2 separate regions of the Mus musculus genome follow, and region 2 is linked to region 1. A link is a contact called in public promoter capture Hi-C data. All regions are on one chromosome and are shown on one strand. Each heading gives the region's core, a stretch centred on a gene start, on an enhancer-like site or on the middle of the called end of the contact. The rest is flanking DNA. Distances are from core to core; before and after follow the strand shown. Region 1 overlaps Tenm4 (teneurin transmembrane protein 4). Region 2 holds the start of Nars2 (asparaginyl-tRNA synthetase 2 (mitochondrial)(putative)).

The links. Promoter capture Hi-C pulls out the DNA fragments that hold promoters and counts their contacts.
Region 2: a promoter capture Hi-C map of hippocampal neurons shows a contact between it and region 1, with 2.4 times the contacts expected there. The contact joins the promoter of Nars2 here to the enhancer-like site in region 1. A contact is called at or near these places in 7 of 39 promoter capture datasets (3T3-L1-derived adipocytes, cranial neural crest, embryonic stem cells and 4 more).

Annotation. Positions count from the first base shown.
Region 1 is chr7:96,278,423-96,284,889 of GRCm38.p6, reverse strand. The region is part of intron 1 of Tenm4 (teneurin transmembrane protein 4); the gene reads right to left. Among named protein-coding and RNA genes, the nearest start is that of Mir6394, 24 kb to the left of the region's middle. Within about 2 kb of position 3,844, at least 4 of the 459 cell types and tissues checked have an H3K27ac peak or open chromatin away from gene starts, as enhancers often do. A contact at or near this core is called in hippocampal neurons, where this site is marked.
Region 2 is chr7:96,947,869-96,954,335 of GRCm38.p6, reverse strand. It overlaps Nars2 (asparaginyl-tRNA synthetase 2 (mitochondrial)(putative)), which reads right to left and starts at 2,809. Exons shown (of 14, transcript NM_153591.4): 1 at 2,392-2,809. The coding sequence starts at 2,532.

The DNA.
Region 1 (6,467 bases), core at 2,595-5,094:
AGTTGGAACAAGCACACTGCCTCTCTGCTGACCACTCTCACAAGACAGATGAAGAGATAATAGAGGCCTAGCCACTGACATCACCCTGGGGTAGACTACTCCTATATATTCTATTGCTTTGTGCCCTTTTTTTTTCTGTTTCCCTTCCTTCCCCTCACCTCTCTTTCTCCCTCTTCTCCATTATCTTCTCTTCTCTTTTAAAATGTGTTTCGTCTATAGGACTGAGGCAGTGTGTGAGAACTCTGGCTGCACAAGCAGGACACATGAGCTTGATTGCAAGCATCTATATAGAAAGTTGTACATGGCTGGCTATACATGTGCATTTAACCCCAGGGCTGAAGTGGTTGTCAGAGACAGGAAAATCACTGGATCTTGCTAGCTGCCGGCCTAGCTCCAGGGTCAGTGACCCTATGTCAAGCTGATACTGGGAAGGCGATACAGCAGAATGTCTGATCTTCTCCTCTGAACATGCACACATGTACACACTCTGCACACAGAGATTCAATTGCTCAAAAAAACCCACTTCTCATTTTGTTTTAGGTTTTCCCTTGGTTGTGTGTGTGTGTGTGTGTGTGTGTGTGTGTGTGTGTGTGTGTGTATGTGTGTGTTATAGTATATGTAGCCTTGTTTTCCCTGTAACTCACAGTCTCTTTTTTTGGGCTCCTGAGAGCTGAGACTACAGACACATACCCCCACAGCTAGCTTCGTTTCTGTTTTGTAATTGTTATGTAACAATGGTACATGTCTATGGAGCATTGTGTGACATTTCAATGTGCACACATCTTGTAATAACCATATCTGGGGACTTAGCATACACAGCACCTCACACCTTTGAAGGGACATCAAACTATTCTTCCAAACTGTAACTTTGTACCGTATTTTGCTTTAGTCAAATAAACTGATAACAGATTAGGAACACAAATTTTCACATGGAAATTTGGGGTTCCAACTTTTCTTGGAACAATGAACAGAATAATGTCAGAACACCTACTTTTTAAAATTATTATAATGAGCAAGGGCTGTCTGCTTGACAACGGTGGCTGTGGGTTCACTGTTGCTACTGTCCCTACCCAGCCCATTTAGTTTACCTTAAATCATTTTAGATTCTTTCTGATTCGAGCTTTCATTCCCCAGTCGGAAAGCAAAACGACATACACTTGAAAGTGTACAATGTCAGAAAATTTGTGATGCATTGATGTTGGCTTTATTTTGGAGTTTGGCTGACCTCAGTTTGACTTGTGGTCCTGCAACTTATGATTCTGTGGTACAGTCTGTCTCTGGAATTCAGCTGTCTCTGAATCTCTCCCTGAAATGCATGTCCATGTATTTCTGAGCAGTGGAAAGAAAGCACACATCTAGCCCAACTAGGGGAAGGTTTAAATGATACAGTCGTTATGAGGGACTTCAGTGTGTGGCCATAGCAGCAGACCTACACAGACTGTGCATTTCATAATTATTTGGGGGGAATGGATCAAGATTATAAAGAAACTTAGGAAATCTTCTCATGTTTTTACTAAATGAAACTACTACTGCTAGTAATAATAATGGTGATGATATATCTTCTACATACTTTAAGAAGAGAAGCTATTACATCTATGATGGTTTTAAGTAGCAGTGGACTACATATTTCCTCTTTAGATACTAATCTTAGATGGCTAGAAACACTTGGAGATCTTTCTTCCCCATTGTCTTAATGACATACCCGTGACTTCGTGTGCCTTGTGGTAAGTGATTCTTAGTCCAAAGGGATGAGTCTTACCATTCATCTTAACATTCACAGACATGGCTGTTTTCAGTTGGAGCCACCTTCTACTTGCCCAATCCATCTTATTCCCCAAGAGCAAAGGGTATTTTGCTGATTGAAGCAGCAAATTCTTGGAGTGACCCTTATTTTATCCAAGTGACATCACTGAGGAGCTATTTTTCAAATGCTATCCATGAAGAAGGAGGAAGAGTATTCTTAGATCTGGACACAGAAACCACTTGTTAAACACATGCAAGCTTTGTTAATGCTGTGTGTCAGAGCCTGCCATTGCTGGGCACAGACATATAACAGTGGAGGGAACAGCACTGGTCCCTAGGGTCCCAGGCTACATGTGCTTTCTCAAGCACATCAGATCACTGTCACCCTTCCTTACATCTCAGTATACTCCACAAGCTTCATGGTTCTGTCTGGAAGGCAAGACATGAGACAGAGAGCTTGAGATTCCTCTCATCATCATCTTTTCTCCTGCTCCCTTCATAGTCTTATCACTTCTTTCTTGTTTAAGTCTGATATCTCCACCCCACCCCCAGTTATCTCTGTAAGGAGCAATTTCAGATTTCACATAGATTTAACTAAAATTCTCATAGGTATAGAAAAGTATAGTAAAATCAAAGTAAGGCCAATTTGCTAGTAGGCAATGTATTGTCATACGCTATTAATAGCAATGGTTCTTACACTAATACCTGTTACACCATTATGTTTCATTCAATAGCAACCCCTTGAAATATTATAATCACATAGTGTTGGGGTTATAATGGGCCCCAAAACCATACATCAGAACATGCCAGGGAGGCAACTTAACCCTACTTCAGTCTCACATACATGCACAATTCTAGCTACAATGTTCTCATAGTTAGCCTATGCCTTCACTCAAAAACCACTTGGAATTTGTCATCTTATAATTCTCCTTTCCCAAGAGAATTGAATAGAGATACTCAAAGTTATTCACTAGCACCATTTTTGATGCAATAGGCACACTTTAAAAAAAAACTGTAGATGTTTTTAAAAGGAAAACAAAAACCTTTGGGAGACATATTTCAAAAGCCTCCCAAAGAGGGTTTTTTTCCCCAATAATCCACGATCCTCTGACTGTAGGACAAATATGGGATGGATTGCAACTCTCACTTTGGAGAAAATTACATGGAATTAGCAACACAGGAATAACAGATTGTTTTTCAATTTTTGCCACTAAAAATGGCAGGCCCAAGGGGTTTTGAGCTAGGATGTTAAGCACCAACATTTGTCCCATCAACATGAAGGAAGGACGATTCTGATGGATAACTTTCCTTCCAAAGAACTGAGACAGAGTGCTTCATCATCTTAAAAATGTAGCTTGTCAACTTTTTCTCCATCTGAGGCTTGTCATATTCTGGTAGGAGATAGCCTCAGTGCTCCCAGAAGCCACCAAATCATGAGTTCTAAAAACATAAGATATTAAAGTAAATAAGATCCAAGTATTTAGAAATTATGCCCAAGACAGAAATCAAATACCCAGGAAGGCTGGGCCCTGCAGCCTTCTGAGAAGGATTCTCTAAGCTTCCCCCATGCCAGAGACCCAGGACCCCAGGATGGAATGTGAGTTATGGGTGCTGTATTTTGAAGCTTATACTCTGATGGGAAACAGGCAGTAGCAATGGATAACTGAGCAGATTAGTAATCTACTGCAATAGCCAAAAGTACAGGCCAATAGAAGGTACCTAGAGCATGGGAACAAGGAAGCTGTTCCAGAGCATCTTGGAAGACCTGGGAAGACAGAGGCGATGGAGGAGCATGGTGTGTGGAGCTCAGAAGAATGACTAGAGAGAGAGAGAGAGAGAGAGAGAGAGAGAGAGAGAGAGAGAGAAATAGACAGACAGACAGACCCGGGGAGGGGACAAGCCTGGGGGGTAGGTAGCAGAGCTAATTTGTGAGGTCTGTAAGTGTATTAAGTATTAAGGACTTGGAGCTTTTTTGCTGAGATCAACAGGAAGCAGCTAAGTCACTGAACGTAGAGTAGCAGGTTGTGTGTGACATCGTATACATGCTTAGAGACCAATTTGTGTGTCCCAATTTGCAGCCCCACACACAGAGGCCTTATGTCAGGAGGCACAGATTGGCTACTGTGAGAACATCAGAGAAATTGGCAAACACTACACAGACCACTCTTCTTTTCCTTTCGGAAAGCTGGCTGTTAAATTTCTGCCAGCATGGCAGCAACTAGAAAGGTCAATAAAATAAATTAGAACAGTGTGGGACCTGAATCCAGGCAGGGGATGGTAACAGAACAGCTCTCCGAGGAGGTGAACAAAAAAGAGGTAAGGGGGTGCTTTTATGACATTTGTGACTACAAAGGGAGATTATGACTCATATGTGCTGAGACTATTTCCTGGACTCCTTCCCATGACCAGGCTGAAGATACATAAAGATATTCTACATGTCCTCAAGGAGAGAAAAGCCATGTAAAATGACTCTAGGTCATGGTACCCTGGTAGGATAGGCCAACTTTCGGGGCACACTAAATTCTGTAGCATGCATTCAATCAGGGCTAGTAACACCAACTAAGAACATGCTTGCTGAGAGACGTGCCCAAAGGATAGGTGTTATCAGTCCTGTTTTATAGATGGTTAAATTTAACTTTAGACAGATTGAGTAACCAGTTCCAAATTCCCACTGGCATTAGGGGATATGTGGGAAAAGGTTTCACCTCCCAGAATTAGTGGCCTCGATATCAGCCTGGAGAGCTGGATTGTGAGAAATGGGGTTGGGGTGCCCACACAAGAGCAGAGAACCCAGCAGGAGCAAAGAAAGGAAGTAAGGAGGCACAGGACTCCCAGCCCACAGCTTACGGTCTCTGTCACAACGCAGTGTTACCACTTCAGCCCCCAAATAGCCACCGACAACATGGAAACAAACGTGTGTGGCTGTCTTCCAAAAGACATTTATTTATGGACACTAAAATTTGAATTTCACACAGCTTTCACCGGCCACAAAATATTCTTCTTGTGATTTTATTTCCTCATAACATTTGAAACATAGGAGCTATCCTTAGTACATGCATGGGTCATATAAAAATAGATGTGGGGCTGGCCTGGATTTGGTCACTAGACTGAAGTTTGCTGAGCTCAGACTCTACCAAGACAGGTTGTCTGAGAGAAATTTTATGAGAGCCATACCCATCATTTAAAATTTCTGACAGTCCCATTTGGAAATCACATGGTAAGATTGGGAAGCCAAGGGGGATCTGTGTGTGTACATATAAAGGCATCCCTGTGCATGCAGGGATGTGTTCTCTTCCCTTCTTACCTCCACATGAACATGGAGGATGTTCTAGTCAAGGGCTACCTGAATCCTTCCCTATGAAACAGCCATGAAGAGGGTACTAACACAGCATGGCGCATGGCTCTGGTGCCTGATCATTTTCATTCTCACCCCATCCCTATCCTGCCTCCTCACTCACCCTCTCCAGAAAAGTCTAAGAAAATAGTTCCTTAGAACTTCTATTTTTTTCTACCAGGAGATAGCACATGGCAAGCCTTGCCTGGTACACATCTGTTATTGATTAGGTACCATGGAAGAACTGCTATTATTTTCTACAGGTACTTGTGAATACATACATTTGTATACTCATCTATGTTCAATGAATGTGTGTGTATAATAAACATATTGTATACATATATATATATATATGTATATATATATATGTGTGTGTGTGTGAACATACATATTTTGTTATTATTTTATTGGCTATATGGATTGGGGATTTGGAAAACCTCATTGGTCTTAATCCAATTAATCCAATATATCAATGTCCGGCTGAAACCATCTACAATGGAGCAATTTATCATCATTTTGATTCAAATATGTGGAATAATGAGAGAAAGGAAACAAATGTGAAATTCCAATGTCCTGGTATTGGGGGGGGGGGCGGCAGGTGCTTCTTTCTTAAAGCAGCAAAAAAAAAAAAAAAAAAAAAAGACAATTTGGATAGGTCTTGATCTTCCCTTTGGGGGCCATATTTTGTTTCTCAGGATCAAGAGTCTAAACCCTCATTGTGTGGAATTAACAGCAATAAAAATTGATGTCTATCTGGCTGTAACTAGATCTGACTAAGGCAAGTGGAGGCTGCTGTGGTTTTACTTAAGGGGTAGAAGCCAAGTCCTGCCATTTCTGGCTCTCTGTGGCTCCTTAGGGAGGGAGCAAGAAGGAACAAGTTCACAGTGAACCCCAAAACTCAAGAGTCCTCTGAGGCAGGCCTAGCCAGCCTCACCTCAGGCCCCCAGCAAGAGCTGCTAAGGGCAGCTGTGCAGCTTTTGTTGAGCCACTGTTTGTTCAACGGATCAGGCCTGCAGGAATAGTTCTTTAAATTTAATGAGATGAGCCAGCAAAGGAAATCATCTAGCTTAAAAGTAGCCCAGAGCCCCAATTAGTGGTATGATTTTGGGTAAATCACTTGACCTCCTGAGCGTCAGTTTCCACATGCCTGGACGGGAGACAGTGAGCAGTCAATACAGGAAAAGCTGAAGCAACAAGTACAGGCAGCCAGCACTCGGGTGACCCCAAGACCACTGTACCTAGCACTGTCCCCTCCCAGAAGCAGGCGCAGGGCGCAGTGTGGCGATCATGTGTATTTGCAGCCCTTCGGATCTTCTTTCCCACTTTCATCCTAGGAGTCAGAGTGCAAGCCTTGCTCAGACTGGACGTCTTTCGTCAATCCTTCCGTTCT
Region 2 (6,467 bases), core at 1,560-4,059, 670 kb before region 1:
CTCTCCCACACACACATTTTAAGTGAAAGAATATCTACTACCTATTGGACATGTGTCATGTTAAAAATAAAAGCTTACTTCCTTTATATACTGTCTCATACTGTTTCCATCTCATAAAAGTCCTAATGATTATCACACCTCTCTTACAAATAAGTAAACGGTGGCTCCAGGCTGTTAAATACAGTGCTGATGAACTGGTGTTCACGTGTGAACCCAAGGTTATGTGACTACAGAGGGGCCGCAGAGCATGAAGTGTAACCTACTCAGTCTCCTGTACAGGGCACTTCATCGCACCCAGCCCCCAACGGCACCCACAGTTGCTCAGTCTCGGTCAACGGTAACTTCGAAAGCACCACTCTTATGTTCATTTGTTGGAAAGTTCATATGGAGCACTTCTTATGTGCTTCTGTCCTAAATTCTAAGTACTGTGCTATTTAATCCTTACAAGGGCTAAACAAAGTGGCTGTGCGCATTTGTGAAAAGAACAGACACTTAGAAAAAAATTTAAAAGATAATCCAGGTAGAAAAAAATTATCAGGTAGTACACTTGGAACTCAAATACAGTTACTATTCTGAAGTATCAACGAGCTTCGCTAGAATGCTCTTTCCTTCCCGTCCTGCCTGGGAACACATCCTGCAGCTATGTACAGTCCATCAGTTACCCTACCTGGGGATACCATCCTCCAAGACAGCCTGATATGCAAGTAACACCTTCTTGAGCTTCACACAGCTCAGGAACTCCCTGTTTTCTTAGAGCTCGTTATTTGTACCACTCATAACCACCACGTTGCTGTAAACTAGGGCTAAACAGGAATATAATGTGAGTTTTACAGAGTTAGCTCCAAGGATAACAGCACTTTCTGCTCCTTCAGAGGACCCACATTTGGTTCCTAGTACCTTCTGGGGAAGCGCACAGCTCCTTGTAACTCCAGCTCCAAGGGATCTGACACCACCTACGGATCTCCATAGGTATTCCTATCTATGTGTCATAAACTCATGCAGACACACATACACAAATACAAGATAAAATTAATCTTTAAAAAGATTTGTCCTTACATTAAAAGTAAAAATAGGTAATGAATAACATGCTATTCAATTATACTCTGAATATCATTCACATGTAAACAATATAAACATATTTTTATTTTTGAATATATTTATATTTTTATATTTCCTTACTCCTCAAAGTTATTATATATTTTACTCTTACAACACACCTCCATGCAGTTGAAACACACTCAGGTGCTCAGAGCCACAAGTTGACTAGCAGTTTCCATATTATACCACTAAGCACCCAAATAAAAGGTCTGTTACCTCCGTAGTAGGTTCAGTTCATCTTTGACTCTTCTTTTGTTCATCACACAAATCAAGGTACAAAGAGTACAGCAAACAGTTTTGATAACTTTTGATTGGGATCATGGAACAAGTAATAAACCCAAAGAAATGCAAGGAAGAACAGCTTGGTCATAGTGCCAGATATCAGGAATATGGGTAAGACCTATTAGTTTATTTCAGTAATTCAAGAGGAAACAGCCAAGCACCAGTCTTACTCTTTCTGTGCTTTTAGGAATTTATTCAAAGCTGTCACAAATAACAGCATCTAACACTGACTGAGAGGCCTCTGTTCTAAATAGCCTGTCTTCATTAACCCGTTTAATTTTCAGAACTCTCCAAAATATAGACTATTATCTCCATTTTCATAAGAGAAACTGGGGCCTGAGGCACTGTCGTGACATGCCTATAAGTAACAAGCTACATAGTAGGGCAAGCGAATTAAGCCAAGGCAACTGCAGCCCTTAGCTTGTCAAACTACAACATTCTGCTCTTTCTCCTAGTTTAAATACATGGAAATCTCAGGAGCCTGAGTGACTGAAATTGAAAAGGTATGGATTCTCCTGTGTCCAACTTGTGTACAATGAGCCGCAGTGAGCAACTGAGGATAGCTATGAATGCAGCCCAACACGGACTCGTAAACTTTGAGACTTTTTAACTGGAGGGTAGAGGCGGTAACTCAAGTATGAACTTGGTAGGTGGAGACCTCATGTTGCAATGTCAAAAGGCTGGACACACCTGGAACCACTATTTCCTGCCAGCCAGGTGAACAGGAAAAAAGGAAAGACAGAATTTCTGTTCTCAAGGAACTAGGGCAAAGCATCCCAAGTTATTACTATAAAACTAAATAAATAAATAAATAAATAAGGGAGTGTTCATTTCAACTTTTCCGCATGATTAAAGTGTTTACAAGAAACCCCTAGGTGTCATGAAAACTCAGCTGCTGCACTTGTGATCGTCAGAACGATTTGCAAAAATAACAGTGCGGTCCCAGAAGTGTAGACTCTGGAGACAGCTCAAGTCAAGCAAGCTCAGGCAGCAGTCTTTCCACACACCCACCTGCACCGTTACGCACTCCCCTCTCGCGTCCTGGACCCTGAGGGCGTCCCGCACGCGCATTTTGGCAGACGCGCGGGGCCTGGGGCAGGAAACGGAGGAACAGAGGCGCAGCGCGCCGAGCAGGCGCCGGGCCCCGAGCATGGCGAGACCGGACAGGGTTCCACGGGATGCCGGGCTACGTCCCGGCTCACAGTCCCCGAGAGCAGCCTTTTTCAGCCGCGCAGTCCTGCCGTCATGCGCTCCTGTCGCTCTTCCCTCCGCGCCCCGAGCAGTTCCCACGGGACCCCACCTCCGCGTCCCGCTCCCGAAAGCACAGAAGGTTCGACTACACGGAACACAGCGGTCAGTGTCACACCGTACATGGGACCGGAGTGCAGACCCAGACTTAAAGCACGTTGCAACTGAGCTACGTCACCCCGTGCTCGCTCTTCCGTCATCACGCTGGGTGGAGTCTGAGCATGCGTGATTGTGTCCGGGAGCTCGTGAGGCGCCGCACCGGTAGGGGCGGTGCAGGAGCTGAGGTGGGCGGGGCTAAGGCGCAAGGGCTGTCTCAGGTTTCTCAGAAATAGCTACTGTTGGGTCATCTCTAGGGAGACTGAGGAATACTTGTGGGCAGTATTGACAGATGCAGAAGGCAAGTGTCTGTGCAGAGTCTTAGGGGTGGAGAGGAGTTCTGAGCTCTGGGAAGTCAGTCTCCAGACGTAGTACCTGCTGAAGTCACTGTTGGGTGGTAGCCAAACAATTCGTTGCTTAAAAAGGAGCTTTGCCTGCCAGAATGGGCAAATCTTTTCTCTTACTTGCATTTGTTTGAAAAGAAAAAAATGGCCTTTGCATATATTCAGCTACATTTTAAGTTTACACAAAAATATTTTTTCGTAACTCAGTGAGACACATGATAATGCTTTTATCTAGTTAAACAAGAAAAGGTCAAAATAAGGACTAATTAAGTTGCCACGATGAGACACCATACATAGTCCTGTTCATCAAGGAGCTTATGATGAAAAGATGTTGGTTGGGGAACAGAGACAGAGAGGGAGAGATAGAGACACAGAGACAGACAAAGAGACAGTGAGACAGAAACCGAGAGAAACCATCACATTATACCCAGCAAGAGCACACATAGATATGTGTGTGGTAAGTGGAGTGGCGACCCAGAGAAAGAGATAATTAGGCTGAGTTTGAGGAAGGTTAGAATTTTTCCAGATGAGAATGTCAGAAATTTTCCTGTAAGAGGAGGACAGGAAAATCTGCTGGGAAGGAAAATGGCCTGAAAGAATTGTAAAACTCTTCTCTGGACAGACTTGAAAATATCTCCAATAAAAATACTTTGGGGCACTTCTGGAACCTTGAGAAAGGAAAAATCAAAAACTTGTAGCCTTCCAAATATGTAGAGATAGCTTATATCTTAAAGTATAAAAGTATATTCGATACCCCCCCCAAAAAAAAAAGTGAAACCAGCAACCAGCAAGCTCAATTTCTCTTCAGGTTAATTCTTCTGTCTCATCTTTCTTCCTCCTCTTTGCTCTGCTAAGTCTCAGGGAGACTATCTTCCTCTACTTAAGGCAAAGGGTTAATTAGGAAACTAAGCAGAGAACCATTGTTCAGTAACTCAAGGGAAAGGGACCCCAGTGGGTAAAATGGGAAATTAGCAGTGGGTAATCTAAAGTGTGTAGTGAAAGCTGATCACTGCCTGCAAGCTTTGTGCTCAGACCCAACTGCTCCCGTTTATCCTTTACTGTGTTAAATTCTATCTTCTGATTTGCTTTCAGTGTTTGGATCCACACGTCTGCCTTTAGATTCATCGCCTTCCCGATAGCAGCAGGAATGACATTTCTAACGTGAATGTTGTACCGTGCCAGCCATAATGATAGGTAGAGTGTCACAGAGTGGCTGTTCCCTGCCAAGAACTCCTCACGTCTTAACTCCATCATCACAGTCACTCTTGCTTAGAAGAAACTGAAGTTTAGAGTTTTTGCCGTATACCCCAAGTTACTTACAGTCTTGTTTCATCCATGTTCTTACTCATTTTGTTACCCTAGTGATTAAACACCCATGAATTGTTCCTCTTACAACATAAAGACTTGGCTACCAGACTTTCTCTGATTCACAAAGTTTCCTGAAGTGACTTGGAGTGAGAATCAGAAATGAAATGTCTATGGTGTTACTCTCTGCTATTTTTTTTATCTGTGCAGTGAATTCTGTCAGTGTTACCCCTAAACTCTGTGAAGGATTATTTTTTAAGTAAAAAAAAAATTTTTTTTACTTGTATAGGTGTTTTGCCTGCATGTGTATCTATCTATGTACCGAATATGTTCCTGGTATCCACAGAGACCAAAAGTGGATGTTGTATCTCCTGAAATTGGAGTCATAGACAGTTATGAGCTGCCATTTGAGTGCTTGGAATAGAACCCAGGTCCTCTTAAAGAGCATCCAGTGCTCTTAAAAACTGAGACATCTCTGTAGCCTCTCTGGGAAGATTTTTGACAGGGTTCTACACAACACACTTTAGCTAACTTAAACCAGAAACTTCTTACAATTCTTTCTTCTGTTCTAAGCTGACAACTACTTATGTTTATAATATATTCTCTTTCTTGAGAAGAATACCCCAGATTAAGAAGGCTCGGGTCTCATGAAACTAGATAAGACTTTGATTTTAAAAAGTATTCATACTGGATGCATTTAAAAGATTGTTTCAGTGTTGTAGCCTAAAGCATATTCATCTTGAACTTCACAAGGCCCTGGGAAATTGTTTTCTGAGTTGATGATCCAATTTATATGCCCTCTGGCAAGCTGTGGCAGTTCCCAGTTACCTTCGATGACAATTGTTAAACTTAGACTTTCCACTTTTTACCACAAGGGAAGCCTTGTGTATTAGTGTTTCAAAAGTTTATGTGTTGGTTCTCTTCTTCCTGTTCATCAAAATTCCATTTCAGCATAACTCCATCTTTTTTTCCTTCAGTAGCATAATGAACAAAGCCATGAACCTGGTGATCAGAAGTTCTTGCTTAAGTCTTGTCTGTATGACCCATGATGGAACTCTCAGGAAGTCACTTGAACTTTCAAATACGCACATAGAGGTGGAGATGAAGGAGGTGGGTATTAGTGTGGGGATAGTCTCACTGCTTGACTAAGCCTCATATGGGTGGACTCTTTGCTTTGTTTATGGTGCCCTATCTGAGGTGAACAGAGTAAGTGGAGACTTCTAGTTTCTTTGGAAAGTCGGTGATGTCAAATGATGTTTTGTTGGGTCACACAGGCGAAAGGATGCCTTGCTAAAGCAGACGTGTGAAAAAATGTTTTTCTGAAGCAGACACAAGTGACAGTATGTTTTACTATAACAAACACATGAAAGGATGCATGATGTTCAGAAGGAATATAAACATGACCCCACAGACAGTGGAAGCTTGAGCATTGGTTTGCTTTGCTCTGCCCCTCTGTTCTTCGCAAATGACATGCATGTATTGGTTCACCTTACATTGCAGTGCTGAGCTCTGCTTGTAGTGACAACATTGGAAGAAACTTGCCAAAGAATGTCTGGTGAGGTTCCTGCAGCTCTTGCTCCTTCTGCAGCCTCAAGCCAGTTGGAGAGCCTTGGGGTTTCTTCTGGATTGAACTGCTCTTGCTGGTCTGTGTGTAGTGTCTGCCCAGAGAACTGGACTGCAGCTGCTGATTCATATTTGGTGTTTGCTACTGGACTGAACTGCTGATATCTTGACAATGAAGACTGGACTCTCCGCCAAAGAACGATTTCTAAACAGGTCTACTTACCCCGTGTCCTAATAACTTTTCTCTTCCACTACCTCTGGTGGATGGTGGACTAAAGGAGAAGTTGAACTCTTATTAAAGTAGCTTGGAAAAAAATTATGCCTACAAGTAGATGTCCATATCACCTCAGAAATTGGAACATACTTGGGGTCAGTGTGAGTGCATTAATTATAAACCCAGAGTCACCAATAATGTGTCAGTGTTGCATGGAGGAAAGGAAGTTTGGGGGGCATTGTTGCTTGATGTACTTTAACAGAGATTTGAATTTCCTACTTCTCTCGCCCTGTGTCTTCTGTTGTTCCTGGCTATCT